4 separate regions of the Mus musculus genome follow, and regions 1, 2 and 3 are each linked to region 4. The links are chromatin contacts, called in public ChIA-PET, HiChIP or PLAC-seq and capture Hi-C maps. All regions are on one chromosome and are shown on one strand. Each heading gives the region's core, a stretch centred on a gene start, on an enhancer-like site or on the middle of the called end of the contact. The rest is flanking DNA. Distances are from core to core; before and after follow the strand shown. Region 1 holds the start of Sbds (SBDS ribosome maturation factor). Region 2 holds the start of Adgrd1 (adhesion G protein-coupled receptor D1). Region 3 has its middle 11 kb from the start of Gm38615. Region 4 holds the start of Zfp11 (zinc finger protein 11).

Region 1 (2,712 bases), core at 136-2,635, 590 kb after region 4:
AGCAACAAGAGAAATGGCAAGTGCTGCAAGCTGGGTGTGATGTGCACATCTGTAACTCACCATTTAGGAGGCAGAGGCAGGGAAATTGGGAGTTTGAGGCCAGTCTCAAAAAAAAAAAAAAAAAAAACCAAACAAAACAAAAAAAAACAAAACAAAAACCCTAAAGAAAAAAAAAAAGAGAAATCTCACACACACACACACCACACTCTCTCTCTGGTGGCTACCTGCGAAGGACAGTATCTGGATTCTCCCACTTCACCACAGAGGGAAAAACTACATCATTGTTTTATGTAAGGAAACTCAGGGTGTGGTGGGGAGTGGTGTTTCTTCTGTCCTGGAATATCTGTCCCTAGATGGCAGTAGCGAAGACACTACTACGCACTTTGGGAAACTGGGGATTCTGAGGTGTGACGTTTTAATTTCAGGATTTGTAGGTGTAAGATTAGCTTCCCGATTGTTATCCCTGGAAAATGACCATAATGTTTCTCTTCTTGGAGATAGCATTTGGAATGTTGGATTCCTGTCTTTTTTTGTTTTGGTTTGGTTTTTTTTCGAGACAGGGTTTCTCTTTGTAGTCCTGTCTGTCCTGGAACTCACTCGGTAGACCAGGCTGGCCCTGAACTCAGAAATCCGCCTGCCTCTGCCTCCCAAGTGCTGGGATTAAAGATGTGCGCCACCACCGCCCGGCCGGATTTAAACATTTAATCCAAGAGGCTACTGCAATTTCGGGTCCTCTTGACCGCAGCTTTGTTTTATTAGTACAGGGTCGGTCACGGTCTCTCTCACACACACATACACATACACACACACACACGTTCCAGGCTGGCCTGGAAATCGCAGCAATCCTCCTGCCTCAGTTTCCTGGGCGCTGGGATTACAGGCCTAAACCATCGGTCCCACCCGGCTCTGATGGCGTTTGTAGTTGGCAGTTTTTATGATACTAACAAAATCCCAAAGCAGAACCCAATCCGAATCGGGTAAACCAGGCCTGAAAGGTACCGATGGGTCGCAGGAGCCGGGGTTAGGGAGGCCAGGCCGCCGAACTCTGGGCACAGGATTACTCACACGCCACTCCGCCAGCCGACGACCTTGTTTTTATAGCAGGCGATTTCGAAGCGCTTCCCTCCCCGCTTCATCCGCACCACGGCCACATTGGTCAGTCGGATCTGGTTGGTGGGGGTGAAGATCGACATGGTGGCTGTTCACAGATCTCGAGCTCGAGGGGACGCCAAGTGCTCGGCTGAAACGACCCTGCGGCGCGCGAACCCTTAACGCCCAAGGAGTGCGCGGCTCTTCCGGAACCTACCAGGGAAGAAGCTACCGCACGCCCGATTGCCCTACTGCACATGCGTCAAGTGGCGCACTAGCCAGGCAGCCGATAAGAAAGCAACCACGCCTGCGCGCCGTGACTTTTTACGCCCTCTAGTTCCACCCTCAAAGGAAGGCGGGTCGTTCTGTGATGACGTCATTTACAGGCGCCAGTTACGCCTACCTATTATGGGTGAGTAATGTTTATTATCTGGGTGGAAACATGATATTTTGGTTGAATAGTTCTGCAGAGTTCAGAGGCTGCGCTCATTTTAAATTTAAAAAAAAATTTTTTTTGATTTATTTATTATATGTAAGTACACTGTAGCTGTCCTCAGATACTCCAGAAAAGGCATCAGATTTCGTTACGGATGGTTGTGAGCCACCATGTGGTTGTTGGGATTTGAACTCGGGACCTTAGGAAGAGCAGTCGGCGCTCTTAACCACTGAGCCATCTCGCCAGCCCTATTTTTTTTTTTTTAAGATTTACTTTTTAAAAGATTTATTTATTTATTTTATGTATATGAATACACGGTAGCTGTCTTCAAACGCACCAGAAGAGGGCATCAGATCCTATTACAGATGGTTGTGAGCTACCATGTGGTCCTGGGAATTGAACTCAGGACCTTTGGAAGAGCAGTCAGTGATATATATACACACATATATGTGTGTATATGTACACACATATATACACACACACATATATATATCTTTTTTTTTTTTTTTTTGAGACAGGGTTTCTCTGTGTAGCCCTGGCTGTTCTGGGACTCACTCTGTAGACCAGGCTGGCCTCGAACTCAGAAATCCGCCTGCCTCTGCCTCTCGAGTGCTGGGATTAAAATCGTGCGCCACCACGCCCGGCTATAACTTTTAAAAGAAGTAAATAAAAACTCTCTTGGCTTAGTCACCTATGCACATGGGAGTCAGAGGCAGGCTAATTGCGTTGTAAATTCGAAGCCATTTTGTTTTATATAGGCGAGTTACAGGCCATCCAGAGCTACACAGTGAGACTCTTTCTCCAAATAGTAGCTATCCTGAATCTCGTGATCATTTTGTTTCAGCCTCAAGAGCGCTGAAATACAGGTCTGTGTCATCAAGCTGAATTCCTTTTTTCCATTTATTGACTGATTGATTGAGGCAAGGTCTCTTTATAGCCCTGGCATACGTAGTCCTGGAGCTCACTACGCGGCGGAACAAGCTGTCCATTAACTAGGAACTCCCAGAGATCCGTCTGCCTGTGCCTCTGGAGTGCTAGGATTAATGGTCAGTCAGCAGCATGCCAGGTTGTCATTTATTTCTTGATAGTACTGCCCTCTGTCCTGCCCTTTCCCCTTCTGAGCCGAAGCGAGAAATAACAGTGGAGCAGGAAGCTCGCTTGCTTTTGCATCTCCCGCTCTGGACCGC
Region 2 (2,733 bases), core at 4-2,503, 570 kb before region 4:
ACTCAGGTCCTCAGCAACAGCAGTACGTGCTTTTTAACTCACGGGTCTCCACACACTTATGAGGCTTTGAGGGTGCTAATAGACACGTATTATGTATGACCTCACACCCACTCACAAGCCACACTCACTCATACTCATACCCACCCATCCCTACCTACACTCACCAATGCATGCCCTACATGCCTACATGGCCACACTCATACACATCCAAAGAATATGCATACATCACATCCATATGACATGCATACACACACATACACACATCACATACATACACACATCACACACATACATGTATCACACACATACATACATCACATAATACACACATCACATGCATACATGCATGACATGCATACACACATCAAACACATACACACATCAAACACACACACACATCACACACATACATATATCACATGCATATACATTGTCCCCCCATTTCTACAGAACCACACTCATACACACACACATTTGTGCACATCCACACTCACAAGCACATGACAACTATGAAAGCACAGAGTAGAAGATATCTTGACATATGTAGGCCCACACTCAGCCACACCCCATTCACACTCTTAACACCCACATCTCCCCACACTTGTACCCTCACATACTTGCTCACACCCTCACACACACCTTCACACACTTGTTCACAGCCTCACACACTTGCTCATATGCTCACACACTTCCTCACACCCTCGCACAGTTCCTCACAGCCTCACAGACTTGTTCATACCCTTACACACTTGCTCACACACACACACACTTGCTCACACACTGTTGTACACCTCCTCTTCTTCCCCATCCTTCATTTATATCTAGTCTTACTTCCCATATGCCCCCAATGCTTACTATCCTTCAATACCTTCACTTGCTTGTATCCCAATACCCACACACATATACTTGCACACACATACACACACTTTCTTACCCCATACACTTATACTCTCACCACTGCACTCACACACAGTCTCACCCTCACAACCTCTCCCACTCTTACACATACACTTTCTCATCCAAGTATAAAGCCCCAGGCCAGTCTGGCCACCCTTTGATGGGAAAGTCCTGGAAAGGACTCAGCTGTTGTTAACAGACTGGTGTTAGGACCCAGGAAAGGCCAGAGTGGGATGGATATAAATAGAGAAGAACAAAGTTTGAGGCCCGCTGACATCACTCTGGCTCTCCACCCAAAGCCACGGGCTGGACTCTGGGCCAACGAGGTGTGGCGGAGCTCAGCTGCAGAGGGAGGCAGTACACACATCACTAAGCTCCAAGCTACGGGCTGAGCTCTGAGCTCCGACTTGAGACTTGAGACAGGAGGCAAGTGCCCACCAGTCCCAGACCCAGGACACAGACTCCTAAGCCTGTAGGCACCCAGAGGTTCTGGCCTGCCCATCAGCAGCCAGAGCCTTGGGGACTCTGGTGGAGCTGAGAAGGAGTGCTTATCCAACTCAGCACTGCCTCTAGCCTTCAGGTCCCTGAAGACTCCAGTTCGGAGAGGAGAATTGCACCTACTGCTTTCAGGCACCATAAATCAAAAAACGTTAGGGGACAGATGTTGCGGTGAGAAACCCGTGATGAAGATGTCCTTGTCCCCGGGAAGCAGGAGGTAGAGAAGTTCCCTGCAGGCTGTGGGCGAATCCCACTGCCTGGTTCCCACCATGAAGGATCTTCCAGCATTCCCTTGCAGCTGGGTCTGGCTACTCTGGTCCTTTTGCAGCGTCCAGGTAACGCTCTTGGCCTCCAAGGCAGCTGGGGTACACGTCTTCAGGAGAATGTCCTGGTACTAATCTGTGATCTTTCTTACAGGTGTGTAGCACTCAGCCCAGAGCCCAGGAACATCCAGGTAAGCCCCCCACCCCCACATCCCCCCTGTGATGACTGCTTTGCTTCTTGCCTTTGGGGGTTAAACAAATAATTTCTGTTTTATATAAATATAAGATTATTTGTTTAACCCCTTGTTGGGATCCTCAACCCTAGAAAATACATCCTGTCCTTTGAGACGACAGCCCTGGTGTGACCAGTGTCTTCGGGCTGCTGCTGAGAAAGCTGGTCTCTGTCCCAGCTGCCTCTTGCTCCAGGTCAGGTGTTGTCATCTAATTAAGGAGACATGTCCTTCAGAGTAGAAGGGCTTTTGCTCTTTCAACTTCACCCTTAGGGCCACCACCGTGGGCACTCTCCCTGGTGCCTTCAGCATCATGGTGCTGTGAGCTGCCCTCCTGAGTGTCCTGGACACCACCAGGTAGCACTTGCCACTTGTGCTGAACATGCACAGAGGGGATGGAGGGGCAGGTCACTATTGGGATATTTGTCTTTGGCTGTTGTGACTTCCCTTTTAGAAGCAGGAGGGTGACACTTGTTGGAACGATGGATCACAGTCCTGTTATAGATGAGAGGGTCGCCACATTTACAGTGGGGATGGATGGGAAGGGGCTTGCCGCCTGCTTGTGGCAGGTTCTCCAGGCTGAGAGGTTCTTGATGAAGGTTCAGAGGCAAAGGACAAGAACGTCTAGCCCATTTCTGGAAAAGCCTGGTGGGTCAGCGTAAAGAAGCCAGTGACTCAGAGCTCAGGGAGGCTGGGATTCCCAGCAGAACTGATCAGTTGGATCAGCCTGCCTCTAAATAGGAGCCCAGCTCCACCGGTGCTCACAGCCAACATGGCAACCACGGTAAAGGGTGGCCGAGAGGGTCTGAATCTGGAGAACATATCTGAAGCTGTGTCAGGGAAAA
Region 3 (2,957 bases), core at 436-2,935, 620 kb before region 4:
CCACTGCCTGGCTTGGGGTCATTTTTAAAAAAATGCCTTTGCTATACTTTTTTGAAAAACAGAAACGTGAGAGATCGCACCATATCTATCAGATTCATTTTGTGCTGGCAACTGCGAACGTATCAATAAAGCTCTCATTCTTACAGAGGGTTGTCTGGTAGGACGATAGTCATCTCAGAACAGTGCACATGCCTTGAAACTGTGCCTCAGGAACGAAGACCGTGCTTTCTTCCCCAAAGAGTTAGGCAGTCTGGAGGTTGGGTCGTTTCTTTGGTTTGTTTTCAGATTTTATTACTTTTTTTTTTTTTTTTTTTTTTTTTTTTTTTGCAGCCCTGGCTACTTATTCTGCAGACCAGGATGACCTCAAATTCACAGACTATCTGCCTCCTTCCGCCTCCCAAGTGCTGGGATTAAAGGTGTGTGACACCACCGTCCAGCAAATTCTTATTAGATTTTTATTGATTTATTTCATTTGTTTTTGTGTGTATGCTTGCAGCCATGTGAACCTCACATCACTTGTGTAAAGACCCGAGGCTCCTCTCCTTCTCCTCCCCCCTCCCCCTCCTCTTCCTCTTCTCCTCTCCTCCTCCCCCTCCCCTTCCTCTCCTCCTCTCTCTCCTCTCCCCTCCCCTCCTTTTCCCCTTCCCCTCTTCTCCTCTTCCCTCCTCCTCTTCCTCTCCTTTCCTCTCCTCCCCTCCCCTCCCCTCCCCTCCCTTTCCCCTCCCCCCTCCCCTCCCCTCTCCTCCCTTTCCCCTCTCCTCCCTTCCTCTCCTCTTCTCCTCCCTGCCTCCCTGCCTCCCTGCCTCCCTCCCTTCCTCCCTTCTTTTCTTTTTAGAGACAGGGTCTCTCTATGTAGAGCTGGTTGTTTTAGAGCTCACCATGGCCTCAAAGTCACAGAAATCCTCCTGCCTCTGCCTCCGGAAAGCAGGCAGGCATTAAAGGCTCAGCCTGTGTTTGGTTTTCTAACACTGGGTGGCACTGTGTCACTAAACTTGGCCTGGAACCTGAGACCTTCCTGCTTCTGCCCCTAGAGTGATGGGCTTACAGGTATTCACGACCATACCTGGCTCTAGAGTGAACTTAGGAAAGTAAAAATAAATACATACATACATACAGGCTAATGTAAAAATGCGGCTGAATTTGGAACCCCATGCTCCTATGATAACTGAAACATTAAGGAATAAACCTCTTATAGATAATAAGCATAAAGAGGGTTGAGTGTTTTCCTTCTACAATGTAAAAAAGCCTGTTCATTTGGGTTTTCTTTTGAAAAAGAAAAGACACTTTTATATATTAGGATTTTTTATTATGCTTATTTGTTTATGTATAAAATTTTGTATTATTTGTTATGTTGGTTCTCTCCGTCAACCATGTTGATCCTAGGTACAGAAGACAAGTTGTCAGGATTGGCGGCAAGCCCCCTTACCCACAGAGCCATCTCCCTGGCTCTTTATTGGAAAGATAAAAAAAAAGGGGGGGGGAGGCTGGTTTTACTTAGACAGAAGTAGATGGTAATTATAAACGCGGTAGATGCTCTGGGACAGGAACCTCATATACACAGTGGCTGTTCATCACAGGCAATGTGATTCTCAAGCACTTTTTGAAAGTACATGCTCCCCTCTCCCAATCCTCTGCCCATCGCTGTAACCATTGGCAACAGGCTGCTCAAACCCCTTTCCATAGTGTGGTCCTTTGTCATGCTGTGTGTGCTAGCAGTTAGCGAGGTCTTAGTACTTAGAATTATTTGCACAAGCGATGCTTAGACATTCACATGACCCAAAGCGGGAGTGCTGGAGGCACCTGGATGGGCGGCATCTCTCTCACCCCCGCAGCTCCAGTCTGCTTTTATTTCTCCCGTGTCCCTCCATGATTTGAATATGCAGAAACAAACAATTAGGCGATAGGCCCTTATTTTCTCTCTACTCAAAGAGGCCATTGATGTCTGGCTTTTCTTTTCCCCCTCCACACAGTAGAGTCTCTGGGAGAATGCTCCACATTATGTATATTGAACCGGCTCTCTCCCTGGGTTGTTGATAATGTTTTGTTATTAAGAACACAGCTGCAGACATAACCCGCGCAGGCTTGTCGTTTGCCGCGTGTGTGCAGACTTCTCGTTGGCACAGAGGTTCCCAGGAGGGGGCAGCGCTGGCCCCTGATCTGTTTTGCCAGCTCTTTGTTGCCTAATCGTCTTTCCAAGCTCTGGATCCTCCCCGAAGTTCTGAGGTTTCCAGATCTTGCTCTTCTGATCAGTGTCTTGGTAACTCAGCATGGTTTGAATTTCTGCATCTCCTTCCAATGGGAGTTGATGCTTCCGTCCATGCTGGGCGCTGGGCCTTTCTTTGTGGCTACCCGCTTTTTATCCCCCCCACTGCTTTTGCTGAAAGCTCCATTTCATTTTTTTCATTAATTTTGAGAGACCTTTTCTGTAGGAAATATTGTTGATAAAGGGGTGGAGATATTTTTCCCTCCATTCACATTATGTGGCACTTGCTGGCCTGGAACTCTAATTAGACCAGGCTAGTCTAAAGTATTGGAAATATTCCTACCCCCTCCCCTTTCTCATTATGTAGCCCTAGCTGGCCTAACTAGACCAGGCTAGTCTAGAGGATTGGAAATATTCCTACCTCCTCTTCTTTCTCACTATGTAGTCCTGGCTGGCCTGAAATTCTAACTAGATGAGGCTAGTCTTAAACTTGATCTACCTGCCTCTGCCTCCCAAATGCCGCCATTAAAGACTGGAGTCATTACACCCAGCTTGGTCTTTGCATTCTACAATATAGCCAAATTTATCAATTTTTTTACTTTTTTTTTCATGGCAATAATGAGACATTTTGTCTACTGGCTTGGCAATTAAGGTTTTTAGTACTTAGGGTTTTTTGTTTTTGTTTTTTGTTTTTTTGTTTTTGTTTTGTTTTTTGTTTTTTTGTCACTGAGCTATTCCCCATGCAAGTATTGGA
Region 4 (2,858 bases), core at 239-2,738:
CCGAAGAAGAGAGAATACTAGAAAAAGAGAGCATTTGGAATCCTTCAGGCTTTTGTTGTTGTTGTTGGAACAAACAGAGCATCCTTAAACTTCATGGAATTGGTTGGGGGGGGGGGCAGGGCACTGACCCCCCCCCCAATCTTTCATTAAAGGATCCATATATGAACTGCCAAACTTTTTGGAAACAAAGGTGATGAAAAGTCTCCCTAGACCTCAGGCAGTGAATAACTATACACACACGTGTAAGCACAGTCACAGGGTAGTAGTCATGAGGTAAAAAAGCTAGAAATCACAGGTCCCTGTACAGTCCTGAAGTGTTTCTAGTATATGCTTCCAGGAGCTATGTCAAAGCATGGACTCTCATTTATTTGCAACAACGATTAAACCCAGGACTGGGAGCTCTTACCAAAAAGCTAACCCAGCACTCAGGAGGCATCAACCAAAAAAAAAAGGAAACTTCCAGGCCAGAATGGGCTACTTGAAGAGATGTCTGTCATTAAAGAAAAAACAAAAGGGGGGAGGGGGGTCTAGGGAACATAAACACAGGGAGGGGCAGTCCTTGGGAACTATTGGCAAGGTGAGTATATGAATTTTTAAATAACGTGAAAGCTCTTGAAAAAAAAGTTAAAGCTGGCTTACTGTATGACCCATAAGTCACAATAGAGAGTAAATATACCAAGATGAGGACACAGTTATAATATTACAGTAGCCAAGATATGTAAATAAAACAGTCCCTGTATCCCTTTGGTAACCAGCCTTAAAGGCTGCAGGCTCACAGATCCGCCGAGGACAGAATCCCAGGGACCTTAACAACTCCTAATCTGGGACATGGCACCGGTAGCACCTAGTACCTGCGCTTGAGGTCAGAAGTACTGAAATCCAGTACCAAAAAAAGAAAAAAGAAAAAGAAAAAAGGCATATGTATCACCTCTGAAATCAGCCAGGGGAAAGCTCAACCCAAAGGTTTTTCGTGCTAAAGTGCCCGTGCCTAGGGAGAAGGAGTGACGTGAAAAGTTTTACTAGGATTCTAATTAATAGCTGTCCAGTGCTTTCTGCACAGACGCACGGTTCACGAACACAAAACAAGTCCTTTTGCATTGCTACCCGATGTGCACGGGGGCGGGGGGGGGCAGAAATATAAAAAGCACAAGAATTTGTTTGATACGCGGGGACAGTTTAATGTGAAGACATGGGAAATTCGTAGGAATTTACTGTCCAAGGTGCAGGCCGCTGGGGAGAAGTGGGTGCGGACCCCAGCTCAGGGCTTTTCTCGGGCAGGACCGGCACACGGGGAGTCGGGATGTCCCCAGTATCCCGCCATCGGGCTGCCAGCCTTGGGCCCTCGCCGCGAGCTGACAGATGCCCTAGAGAACTCGACCCGACCCGGGACTGGCCGCCGATCCCGCACCGCTGCATCTACAAAAACCACCTCCCTGCTCGGAGGCCGAGCCCGGACTCACCTTGTCCCGATTCCGGAACGGATCTTTTCCGCGGTGTCCCGTTCCAGAGTGTCCGGGTTCTCTGGTCTCCGGTTTCCGCAGGCTTCCGTTCCGGGGTATCTGGGTTCCCGGGTCTCCGGGTTCCGCGGTGACCCGGAGAGTGTTTGGGTTCCGAGGTGGCTAGGAATAATCCTCCCTGGGAGTCCAAGTGGTGAGGGCAACAGGCTGGCTGGCAAGAGCTGGACCGGAGGTGCAAATAGGAAACGGTCTCCAGTGATGGTGGCACCCCACCCAAAGCCCGCCAAGACAGAATGAAGTCTGTCTCCATGGTAGTTCTCAGTCTAAGGGACCTGGATGCAGACCACTTTTGGCATCCCACAGCCTTGATTAACACTGCAAGTTATCACTTCCAGGCTGAGTAGGGACAAAAATGATAGGTCTTTGCTGTATAGATTATTTTTGACAATTCTCTTAAGAATTTTGTACAATGTTTTTGTTTTGTTTTTTGTTTTTTGTTTTTTGTTTTTTGTTTTTGTTTTTGTTTTTGTTTTTTTGCATTTCCATATAGTTGCTTCAAACCCCTGTTAGATATGTATTAGATATCATGGCATGTCAGGGCAACCTGACTCCCACTTTGTTCTGGAAAGAATGCGCTGATGAATACAGAATCCTATATTGATAGTCTTTTTCTTTGACTTTAAAGAAACTTGTTGTTTGTTTGTTTGTTTGTTGTGACAGGGTTTCTCTGTGTATCTCTGGCTGTTCTGGAACTCTGTAGATCATGGCGGCTTTAAACTAAGAAATCCACCTGCCTCTGCTCCCAAGCGCTGGGATTAAAGGTGTATGCCACAACCTCTGGCTTCACTTTTAAATTTCTAATTCTGATTAGATTATTTCTGTAACTGAGATCATACTTTGCTAGATATGTGTTGATTTTGCTTATTTCTCTCTTGATTTTCAGTTAATCTTTGGATATTTCTAGTTTGACTATGGTGTATGTCTTAGCGTTACTATTGCTGTGAAACACCATGACCAAAGCAACTTGGGGAGGAAAGGGTTTGTTTTGCTTACACTTCTAGAGCACTCTTCATCACTGAAGGAAACAGGACAGGAACTCAAAAAGGGCAGGAACCTGGAGGCAGGAACTGATGCAGAGGCCATAGTGGAGTGCTGTTTACTGGCTTGCTCAGCTTACATAGAATTATTTTCAGCTTACATTGCTCAGCTTTTCCCCCAGTGGTTTCCTACAGTAGAGTACGCATGAAGAATCTTCAGTTTGGAGATGAAAGACTCACTTGCACATATGACTGAATCAAAGGGAAGATTTGGACTGTAATTCATGACACTTCATGCCAACAAACTCCTACAATCACCACCGATGAGAGTGTAAGAAGCATCCTCCATCAAGGAAGGAGATTT

The links. ChIA-PET counts read pairs in DNA pulled down with a chosen protein or histone mark. HiChIP or PLAC-seq counts read pairs in DNA pulled down with a chosen protein or histone mark. Capture Hi-C pulls out chosen DNA fragments and counts their contacts.
Region 1: a contact with region 4 is called in an RNA polymerase II ChIA-PET map of memory CD8 T cells, with 7 read pairs. The contact joins the promoter of Sbds here to the promoter of Zfp11 in region 4. A contact is called at or near these places in 1 of 115 datasets of contacts at active chromatin or transcription factors (memory CD8 T cells) and 3 of 9 other capture datasets (adipose tissue, liver and pancreatic islet).
Region 2: a contact with region 4 is called in a capture Hi-C map of macrophages, with 4 times the contacts expected there. The contact joins the promoter of Adgrd1 here to the promoter of Zfp11 in region 4. A contact is called at or near these places in 8 of 39 promoter capture datasets (the 3T3-L1 cell line, the C10 cell line, HPC-7-derived erythroid cells and 4 more), 1 of 115 datasets of contacts at active chromatin or transcription factors (forebrain) and 1 of 9 other capture datasets (macrophages).
Region 3: a contact with region 4 is called in an H3K4me3 HiChIP or PLAC-seq map of forebrain, with 6 times the contacts expected there. The contact joins the enhancer-like site here to the promoter of Zfp11 in region 4. A contact is called at or near these places in 3 of 39 promoter capture datasets (the 3T3-L1 cell line, the C10 cell line and hippocampal neurons), 2 of 484 Hi-C or Micro-C datasets (both in cortical neurons), 8 of 115 datasets of contacts at active chromatin or transcription factors (astrocytes, embryonic basal ganglia, embryonic forebrain and 4 more) and 1 of 9 other capture datasets (embryonic stem cells).

Annotation. Positions count from the first base shown.
Region 1 is chr5:130,254,145-130,256,856 of GRCm38.p6, forward strand. It overlaps Sbds (SBDS ribosome maturation factor), which reads right to left and starts at 1,386. Exons shown (of 5, transcript NM_023248.2): 1 at 1,066-1,386. The coding sequence starts at 1,193. It also overlaps a transcript of Tyw1 not described here.
Region 2 is chr5:129,095,497-129,098,229 of GRCm38.p6, forward strand. It overlaps Adgrd1 (adhesion G protein-coupled receptor D1), which reads left to right and starts at 1,254. Exons shown (of 25, transcript NM_001347486.1): 1 at 1,254-1,730; 2 at 1,813-1,849. The coding sequence starts at 1,665.
Region 3 is chr5:129,051,141-129,054,097 of GRCm38.p6, forward strand. No RefSeq gene overlaps it. Among named protein-coding and RNA genes, the nearest start is that of Gm38615, 11 kb to the right of the region's middle. Within about 2 kb of position 1,686, at least 34 of the 459 cell types and tissues checked have an H3K27ac peak or open chromatin away from gene starts, as enhancers often do. A contact at or near this core is called in cortical neurons, embryonic basal ganglia, embryonic forebrain and 2 more, where this site is marked.
Region 4 is chr5:129,668,600-129,671,457 of GRCm38.p6, forward strand. It overlaps Zfp11 (zinc finger protein 11), which reads right to left and starts at 1,489. Exons shown (of 3, transcript NM_172462.4): 1 at 1,461-1,489.